Linked DNA regions of Astyanax mexicanus: region 2 is linked to region 1. Evidence: chromatin contacts called from public Hi-C data. All regions are on one chromosome and are shown on one strand. The core of a region is the stretch at or near the end of the contact, and the rest is flanking DNA. Distances in the headings are between cores, read along the strand shown.

The links. Hi-C and Micro-C count contacts between places; a contact is called where the count stands out from the background.
Region 2: a Hi-C map of muscle shows a contact between it and region 1, with 20 times the contacts expected there. The contact joins the promoter of plcb3 here to the enhancer-like site in region 1. A contact is called at or near these places in 2 of 3 Hi-C or Micro-C datasets (both in muscle).

Annotation. Positions count from the first base shown.
Region 1 is chr8:19,979,101-19,983,812 of AstMex3_surface, reverse strand. It overlaps plcb3 (phospholipase C, beta 3 (phosphatidylinositol-specific)), which reads left to right. Exons shown (of 34, transcript XM_007242041.4): 3 at 1,024-1,092; 4 at 3,950-4,090; 5 at 4,451-4,530. Among protein-coding and RNA genes, the nearest start is that of plcb3, 49 kb to the left of the region's middle. Within about 2 kb of position 2,847, the one cell type or tissue checked has an H3K27ac peak away from gene starts, as active enhancers do.
Region 2 is chr8:20,028,046-20,032,757 of AstMex3_surface, reverse strand. plcb3 (phospholipase C, beta 3 (phosphatidylinositol-specific)) reads left to right here and starts at 2,674. Exons shown (of 34, transcript XM_007242041.4): 1 at 2,674-2,894. The coding sequence starts at 2,796.

The DNA.
Region 1 (4,712 bases), core at 1,598-4,097:
GAATCCAATCGTGACCCCAAAAATCGGGATTGAATCAAATTGCCACACACTGAGAGATTCGCACCCCTATGTTCCTCACAGTTCATAGTAGAAGTACACTGAAATTATGTATATAAATGTACTTTTATAAATACACCAAAAATTAGATAGTTTAACACACAGGACAGTGCAATGCCAAAAGAGTACAATCTGAAGTATAAGATGCAAACATGTGTATCATAATATGACATAAGTATATGCAATATCAGTTTATAGCATATGTGATCAGCAGTTTTTTTTTTTGCTCACTTATAACATAAACATTTAACATAACAATCAACAGTGCTATAATGATAATAGTGTATCATGGGACCTGTAGCCAGTCCCTTGTCTATTGTAGATGATATTCAGGCACAAAACCGGTTTGAGTGCCCTCAAATAACATGTTTTGCACTTTACCCAGCACTAAGATGATGTCATTTTACAGTAAGTATTGCATAGGTAGTCATTGGGTGGATGACCCACGTATAAAAAAATGCTGTAAATTGCACACCATCATTTCTCAGTGCTTTACTCAAGTTACCAGACTTTTTTAAAACATGCTCCCCTTCTCTAAAGGCCATGTCTGATTCTGCAGCTCTGTTTCTCCAGGCGATGTTGTCTATAACCACATCTTCGATTAAATCTGTAATTAGTTTCTGCTTTTCTCACATTCTCACATTCCACCGTGAGTGATGATTGGATCCTGTGACAGAATCTCAGAAACTCCTGCTCCTCTGTATGTGATGGGTCCCAGTGAACCTGGGTTGTGTTTAAACTGGGATTTCAGAGCCTTTACATAATAGCTTTTGTCGTGCGTGTGTTACGGACGATGTTTAGTTAGGGATAAGCCTTTTAAAATCAGAAGTGTACCTAAAAGACTCTTTATTATTCCATCTCTCGCATTTCAGTGTGTGCTAAACTGCGACTCTGGAGCTGCAGAAGCTTTGGAAGAGTATACACATGCGAAACCTGTTTACATTTTCTGTTTTCATTTCTCCTCAGGAGGTGGAGATTGTGGACATCAGCCATATCAGGGACACCAGAACAGGGAAGTTTGCCAAGTTACCAAAGGTACGGTGTGCAGGAGAGAAAGTGTGTCTTTGTCTTAACTCTTTTGTTTTAAATAGGAATGGGTGGATTAATGATGATTTAATGTTTCAATACTTATTTTCCAGTCTTTTTTTACAAAAAAATAAAGTGTTACCTTTACACGACTATTTTAATTTTCTATGGATATTTTATAGAAAAAGTGGAAAAGAAATGATGATGGAAAATGAATGTGGCCGATTTTTACACAATTCTTATCAGGTTCCACTGGTTTGTAGTTTGATTAAATTGCACATGCAGGCTACACTTACAAGAATTTAGATTTTTAAAGCAAGTGGTGTCATACTTCTTCATCACTTGATTATACAGCGAATGATGAAACACTTGCACTTTCAGTGGAAGTCAGTGTGTACATACTGTATATTTATACAGCAAATGATTTTCAAACACACACATTCAGTGGAAGTCAGTGAATACGTACAGCTCTGGAAAAAAATCTGAATCAGTTTTTTATAGGTGAGTAAAATAACTATTGTTGTTTTATTCTATAAACTACGAACAACATTTCTCCTAAATTCCAAATAAAAATATTGTCATTTAGAGCATTTATTTGCAGAAAATGCGAAATGAGAAAGCAAGTTCATTTTAGAAATCAGTATTTGGTGGAATAACTCTTTTTTTTAACGTTTTTAATCACAGTTTTCATGCATCTTGACATGTTCTCCTTCACCAGTCTTACACACTGCTTTTGGATAACTTTATGCCACTCCTGGTGCAAAAATTCAAGCAGTTCAGCTTGGTTTGATGGCTTGTGATCATCCATCTTGCTCTTGATTATATTCCAGAGGTTTTCAATTTTGATAATTGAAAGAAACTCATAATTTGTAAGTGGTCTCTTTAATCATGCCAGCTGTTCTGACACAACTCAAGAAGGAATGGCAATTAACAATTTTCTCAAAGTTTAAAACAGCAAAAATAAAGATATTACACTTTAAAAAATATGAGCACCCACTCATGCATTTAGGAGTTATATCACTGTCCTACTGAATTTATAACATTGAGGGGACAAAATGCTATATATTGCATACATTGTCTTTTTGAGAAATGGTCCGATTTGGTGTATTATTTCATATGTTTATATTATATTTACATTTAAATTTTAGCTTGATTGCCAGCCCTTATACGTATGCTAAACAGTGTGTTTAACATAAGATTTGTTATTTTTATTAATGAGCAATAAAAACTGTCACAATCAACACAAATAAATGTGAATAAAAGAATTACATTGACACGTTCCTTAAAAGAGCTGAACAATTATGTACAATTCTCATTTATTGCTGCACAGACTGATAGGCCGACACGGTTCTACTTATTAGTTATCAGCATGACTACTCGACCTCAATCTTTATCATTTATCTGAACCCGTTCATCACTCTACAGAGCAGATATTAATGCTCAGCTCATTAAAAAATCATCTCTGTAACTGGAGAACGTAGTAAAAGCTATTTATAGACGTCTCACTTCCATTGAGCTGAAAGACGCAGCACAGGGACTCAACACTGCTGTTCAGGTGGAGTGTGCTGTGCTCTCTCTCTCTCTCTCTCTCTGTGTACTATGACCTTATAAAAGTTTATTGCTGGCTGCTTTTTGATAGTGTGGCTGTGTTTGTAAGATCAGATCTCTATGGTTGAACCATAAAGCTACAGAAGAGGGCAGAGCTCTGCAGAGGAACAGTCACACGCTGTACTTTAACAGACTGCTGGAGGTGCAGGGTGGGGCGCTGCACCCGGGGATTAATCACAATTAGCTGGATGAAATTAAACTGTGACTGGTGGGTGGAGAGGGTTTCCGAATGAGCTGCAGAAATCCAGACACTGTGAAGAACATACAAAAAGGGGGAGAACTGAGATCAGACCTATGTTTGGTTATCCAAAAAACATCTCATCTAATAAACCTAAAAGAAGGTATAAAAGCAGTTTTGAATAGTGCTAAGCTACTTTAATAAGAGTTGTTTGCCTATATTAGGGCAAAATACTGTAATACTATGGACAAAAGTATTGACACACCTGCTCATTCAATAGTTCTTCCAAAATAAAGTGATTAGATAGATTTGATTTTACTTTATATCAATATTATCTCAAGAAACTGATACAATAAAAAAATAAATTACCGTATTATAAGGCACACGATCAGTAAACGTCTATTTTCTGGTCTATTTTTATACATAAGGCGAATTTTAAGAGACACTACAAGTAACTTCTAATTCAGCAGGGTGGTGGTGGGTAGCTAAATAAGTAAAGCTAAGCTAAGTAAACATATCTGTAATTAAAAAGACTTTCTATTAAAGTCAAACGAGCACTGGATGTTAATCTACGCATATTTCTCTCCTAAAAATGGTTATTTTGGTGAGTAAAGCACTTCAGTTTATTTACAGTAAGCTCAGATTCCCAAATTTCTCCAGCACTAAGGCTGGAGCATTAGCATTAGCGGCTAACTGCTAGCCATGGATGTTGAATGACCAGCACTTCACCCCACCTCATCCCCAACTCACCAACTTGTCCCTAAAGTATTGGATTCGACCTTACCATCAGTCCAGATAACACAGTTCCACTTGTCCCCAGCTCAGTGCTGGTGGGCTTTATATCATCCAGAACATGTTTTACATTAGACATGTTGTCAATATGTTTGTGTTTATTTATTTGCAGTTCTTCTCTACAGGGATTTGAGATGATTTAGGTGTTTGTTTGTGTGTGTGTGTGTGTTTTAACCAGACTTTCACACTTTACCAGAATTACCAGACTGAGGGGCTAGGTTGTAACATTTGCAGTTACTCCACTATGTATTAATGTGTGTGCACGTGTGTGTGTGTGTGTGTGTGTAGGCCCTAACAGTGCGAGAATTGCTGGGCTTTGGGAAAGGTGAGGGGAATGTGGAGGGCAAGCTGGTGACGGTTGTCCATGGCAACGACCTGGTCAACATCTCCTTCCTCAACTTCCAGGCTATGCAGGAGGACATTGCCAAGGTAATAACATCAATCTGCCACCTACACCAAGACTCTGTGTTCCTGTGTCTCGCTTACCCATGCCCAGTCTGTCTGTCTCTCTCTCTCTCTCTCTCTCTCTCTTTCTTTCTTTCTTTCTTTCTATCTCTTTCCTTCTTACATAGGGTCATCTTTTCTCAATGGGCCTTCTCTTTTTATTTTATTTTTTCTTTGTGGGGATTTCCTTAATGGGATTTCCTCAATGGGATTTCCTCGTTCTCTTGTCTCTCTCTCTCTCTCTCTCTCTCGTCCTCCTCTTTGAAGCTGACCCAGACTGCACTGGTTTACTGTGCTGACTCATATTGTGTGTTTCTGTGTGTGTCTGCATGACTGTATCTCCAGGTGTGGACCGAGGAGCTGTTTAAACTTGCTACAAACATACTCTCCCAAAACAGCTCACGCAATACCTTCTTACTCAAAGCGTGAGTATTTGTGTGTGTCTCTGTATGTATATATGTATGTGTATGTGTGTGTCTCTCTGGACGTGTGTGTGTGTGTTTGTGTGTCTCTCTCTCTACGTTTCTGTCTCTGTATGTGTGTGTGTGTGTGTGTGTGTGTCTCTGTATGTGTGTGTATTTGTATGTGTGTGTCTCTCTCTGTATGT
Region 2 (4,712 bases), core at 1,425-3,924, 49 kb before region 1:
TCAAGCCGAGCCCCCACTGTTCCCGTTCCTGTAATGTGCTTACAATACCACAATGTGTGTGTGTGCATGTGTGTGTTCACTGCATGTATGGGTTAAAGGCGGAGGCGACATTCCATCTGTGTGTCCAACATGCTTGTGGTGAATATGGTTGTCTTGTCCTTTATAGCTAAATAAAACTACTGCCTTTTAAGGGTACCTTTATAAGATAATTATAATTATAGAGACAGAATCATCTGAGAGAATCCTAAATTGCCTAAAGTTAATTCAATCACTGCCACCTTTTACCTCACAGGTTTTATTACTGATGACACTCTCTTGAACCACTTAGCTTGTACCCGTATAAGATTTTCTAACTAGCTCCTGAACACGACAGACTGGCTGTAATTGACTAAGCTATACTCATGCTGTTTTGTGTGTTAATAAACTCAAGTCAACGCTGATGCTGTCCATTCTCCTGGCTCCTTTTTACTAAAGGCAGCATTTCTAAAAGATGATAAATGTAATCTTTTGGTCACCAGAGTTCCTAAACAATAGAAAATTCTAATTTGATTGTGCATATATACGTATGAAAAGTGCATGTAATCACTTAAAATAAATACAGGTTTTTTAACTACCATGATAATTCTGTTGAATTATTGGGTTTAAATGGTCTTATCCTAGCAATATCCACTCTATTAGCACATCTTTAGAACATGAGGAAGAAGGAAATGGTAGGCGAGTCTAGTGTCAAGACATAATCACTAATAATGACATATAGTGCCATATAAGTCTCAGCAACTAACACCTTTTTAACAGCCTTCACACCACAAAGTCATCTGATTACATCTAATCTGGTTTTGAGGTTTTGAGATTTTGTATCCTCAGAGAGTGGAAAAAAGATGTAGGGTTTTTTTTGGCAAACTATGTCTAGTAATACTAGAAAAAACTACAATAGATTTTAGTGGTTTGTAACATAAAATACTAAACTAAAACAGACTCTATCCCTATCAGCAATATTTGCTGTTGATTCTATATATTCTATACACATTATCATCACTACACTCTTTTAGATTGTACTGTGTCAGTACTGCACTGCCCTGTCTGTTAAATTGTCTCATGTTTGCTGTATTTATTGCATGTAGTCTATATTGTAGTGTTGGTTTCACGTCATTTTTAATGCACTATGTTCTTGTGTTCTTGTACTGAAATGACAATAAAAGCCTCTTGACTTGACTCTTGATATGAATGTTAATTGTTCTGTTTACAATATGTACACATGTTAGATTTAAATTGATTTTAAGTTAAATCTGTGGCCACTTTTCAATCTGTTCCCTTCAGAGCTCCGCCATGTAAAGCTGAACACGCCTCTACACGGAGAGGAGGAGTGACAACGTACAGAAGACAGGGAAGAGAGAAAAGGAGGAGGACAAAAACGACAAGCACTCCCCCGTCTGTTCAGTTTTTCTCCCTCACTTCCTTACCTCCCCCGTCCTTGTCGTCCCTGCCCTCCTGTCTCTCTCTCTCTCTTGTTTATTTCGAGAAAACATGAAGGAAAAGGACGAGCTATTTCCAGCGGGGACGGCGCGAGTCAACTCTAGTGAAAGTTTCCTTCCCCGGAGCATTTATTGTTTCAAAGCAAAGGAAGGAGAGGGGGGCATTATTAACAGGCGGGTGGGTGTATAGATAGAGAGATAGAGAGATAGATGGATGGAGGTGGAGGGCGGGAAGGAAAAGATCCATTCAACAACTCGGACATACGATAAGAGACTGGTGTCTGGACTGTCTTAACTAAATGTGAATAAACAGTGCAGTGGAGAGAAAGAAGTCATAACAGAAGTATTTATTAGCTTATATGTGTGACCTGTGAGGGTTAAAGAAGTTGACACAGTTATTATATTTTCCCTCTCTCTTTATTTCTCTGTTTATTTCTTCAACTTGTCAAATTTGTAACAATTTAGGTTAAAAAATCGCCCAGACCCAGCTGGCACACAACCGACCTTTACCGTTAAAATGTGTTAGAAATATGGTTGAAGTAATGCCTGTCGTTTCAACCTTGAAACAACGTCCTGTCTGTTGAAACAACGTTGAAACAGCACTGTTAAATGGCTGTGCAAACCATTGAAAGCGTTGAATCAACATAATATCCTCAACCTTCTGCCTTTTGAATTAGCATTGTACATTTAATCAGCATACAATTAAAAAAACGGTTGGATATAAGGATAAGTGGTTTTATTTTCATATGCAGCAACTGCTTTTTAATTTAGCACTAATTCTTCCCTATACCTGGGGGGGGGGGGGGGGGGGGTATAATCTATTTCTTTTACTGTTTAACATTTCAAAATCAACCCCAAATCCAACCTTGATCCAACCATAACATCAAGGTTGATTCAACATTGATTCAACGTTGAAATGCCAGCTGGATATCGTTAACACTCTGTAAACCGTAGGAATTTTAAGTTTTAGTGGGCTATGGATTATTAAAGGTTGAACGTACGACGTTGAAACAACGTTGCCATATCAAACTTCACTTTTCAAAATCAACACAAAATCCATCGTTGATTCAAAGTTGTCAGTCAGGTTCCTCCTATTCCTCTCTCTCTCTCTCTCTCTCTCTCTCTCTCTCTCTCTCTCACACACACACACACACACACACACACACACACTCCCTCTCTCTCTCTCTCTTTCTCCCTCCCTCTCTTTCTTTTTACTCACTGAGTCTCAGTAAGGAGCTGCTGCTGCTGAGCTCTTCCGAGCTGAATCTGAGCTGAACCAGGCTCCGGTCAGGTCGCCTCAGCCACCCCGCTACTGGAGCAACCATGGCCGGGGCCAAGCCGGGAGTACACGCGCTACAGCTCAAGCCCGTGGTCGTCCACGAAGTGCTCAAAAGGGGAAGCAAGTTCATCAAATGGGACGAGGTAAGCTCCCTAACGCCAAGTTAAGTAACTACATTAGCTAGCTAACGCTGAAACCTGCCCATTTTCCCACTGTGTGCCATGTTACAGGCTCTGTTGCCTGGTCATGTCTGTAAGAGCTAACTTACAGTGAGTGTGCGGCTAGTCAGGTTAAGTAGCTGTAAATTAGCTAACTTATCCTGGCTGTTGTTGTGGCTGAGGCGGTGCGGAGAAGTGGAAAAGCTCGGGGTAAAAAAAAACGGCTGACACCCGTCTTTCTGCTGCTGTCTTTCCGAGCCAAGGCGCATAAGTTACATTCTTGTCGAACAAGTTTTCTCCACAGCCAGGTTTTTACAGCGTTCACCGCCTAGCTAACCTAACTTGTTCACTAACCTACCGAGGCACTAAAAACAAAGTTTTCGTGGTTTATATTCGTGTTTACGCTGCTTGTTGTTTGTATTAGCTGGCTACTTGTAACTTTACGGAAAATAAATACTTTTTATTGAACAAATATTGTTTTCGGTCGACAGTTAGATACATCTAGCTACTTCTGAAGCCGTCAGAAGTACTTAACTAAAGGTTTACACTTGTTGATGCTAACTATAGCTGGTGTCTGTGGAGATACTTCTGAGAGAAAAAAATCTGAACTTCGCTATTTTGGTTGGGTTGTTTTTGGAATTTGCAGTCCCTGCTCATGACGTTACGTTAACGTTAGCTGCCTCTTTACTTGTTCACTTGGTTGTAGTAAAAGCTAACTGACGCTAAACTTGACAAGAAATTGACTAAAAAAAGTTTTCCACAGTTTTTAGTTGTTCTACTTCAGTCCTAGGGTTGGGAGATATGGTAAAAAAATATGTTATCTCGATATTTAAAATGATATTATTTTGGTAGCACACTGATAAGTATTTTTTTCAATGTTAACATTTATTTCTGACATGAATACAGTTATTTCTCTTCACTTTAAAGAGCCACTAATGCTGTCCATACACTACACAACTTTGAAAAGACTCTGAAAAAACTTAACAGACTAAAGCCTGACACCCTCTCACATCTAAAGACCAGTCTCAGACTTTTTAGTCACAGACTAAGATTTAGCAAAGACTGGGAATCTTGCAGGATCATTATTTGCAAGACTGCAACTAGATTCTTCCTGAGATTATTTCCCTCATGCTTCTGGTGGAGTTTAAATACAATACATATTACATATTAAGTTACAAATAATGTGTAAGTTACATCAATACTGTGATTTATCAAAGACTCACAACTTTTGTCCCCAAAAGTCAGCAGTTTATTTTTCTACCACACACATTTTTTTTAATACAATATATATTTTTTATTCAACTCTGCCTATAAGATTCCCCCCTGTTTTTTTTTTTTTTTTACTGCAATGGAGGTAATGTTTGCACAGTGTTAAATAAAAAAGGCTGCTTATTTTTTGTAAAAAAAAAAAAAAAAAAAAGACTGAATAAAACATTGAAATCAAATGTAAAGGTGCTGTGTGTTTACAAATAGAAAAGTTAAATTGTTATGTAAGAACTAAAAATCTAAATCATAATCGTGAATCGCTCACATTTGAAAATATTGAGATCATTTTCTTTTTTACAATATCGCTTTGACCTAGCTACAGTATATTCATAAAGGCATATTGTGCATCATGATAACATTTATCACTACACAATAAAATATGATAATTTGCCCAGCCCCATTTATTCCATGCAGAATTCTTCTGGCTAGTTTCTGATCTCTTGGCAGCTGCAGTGTGTGTTTGTTTGGAGTTTCTGAGCATTAAGGTTTCCAGGTATTAAGAATTATGATTAGCCACTGCTGATATTTGTATTCACC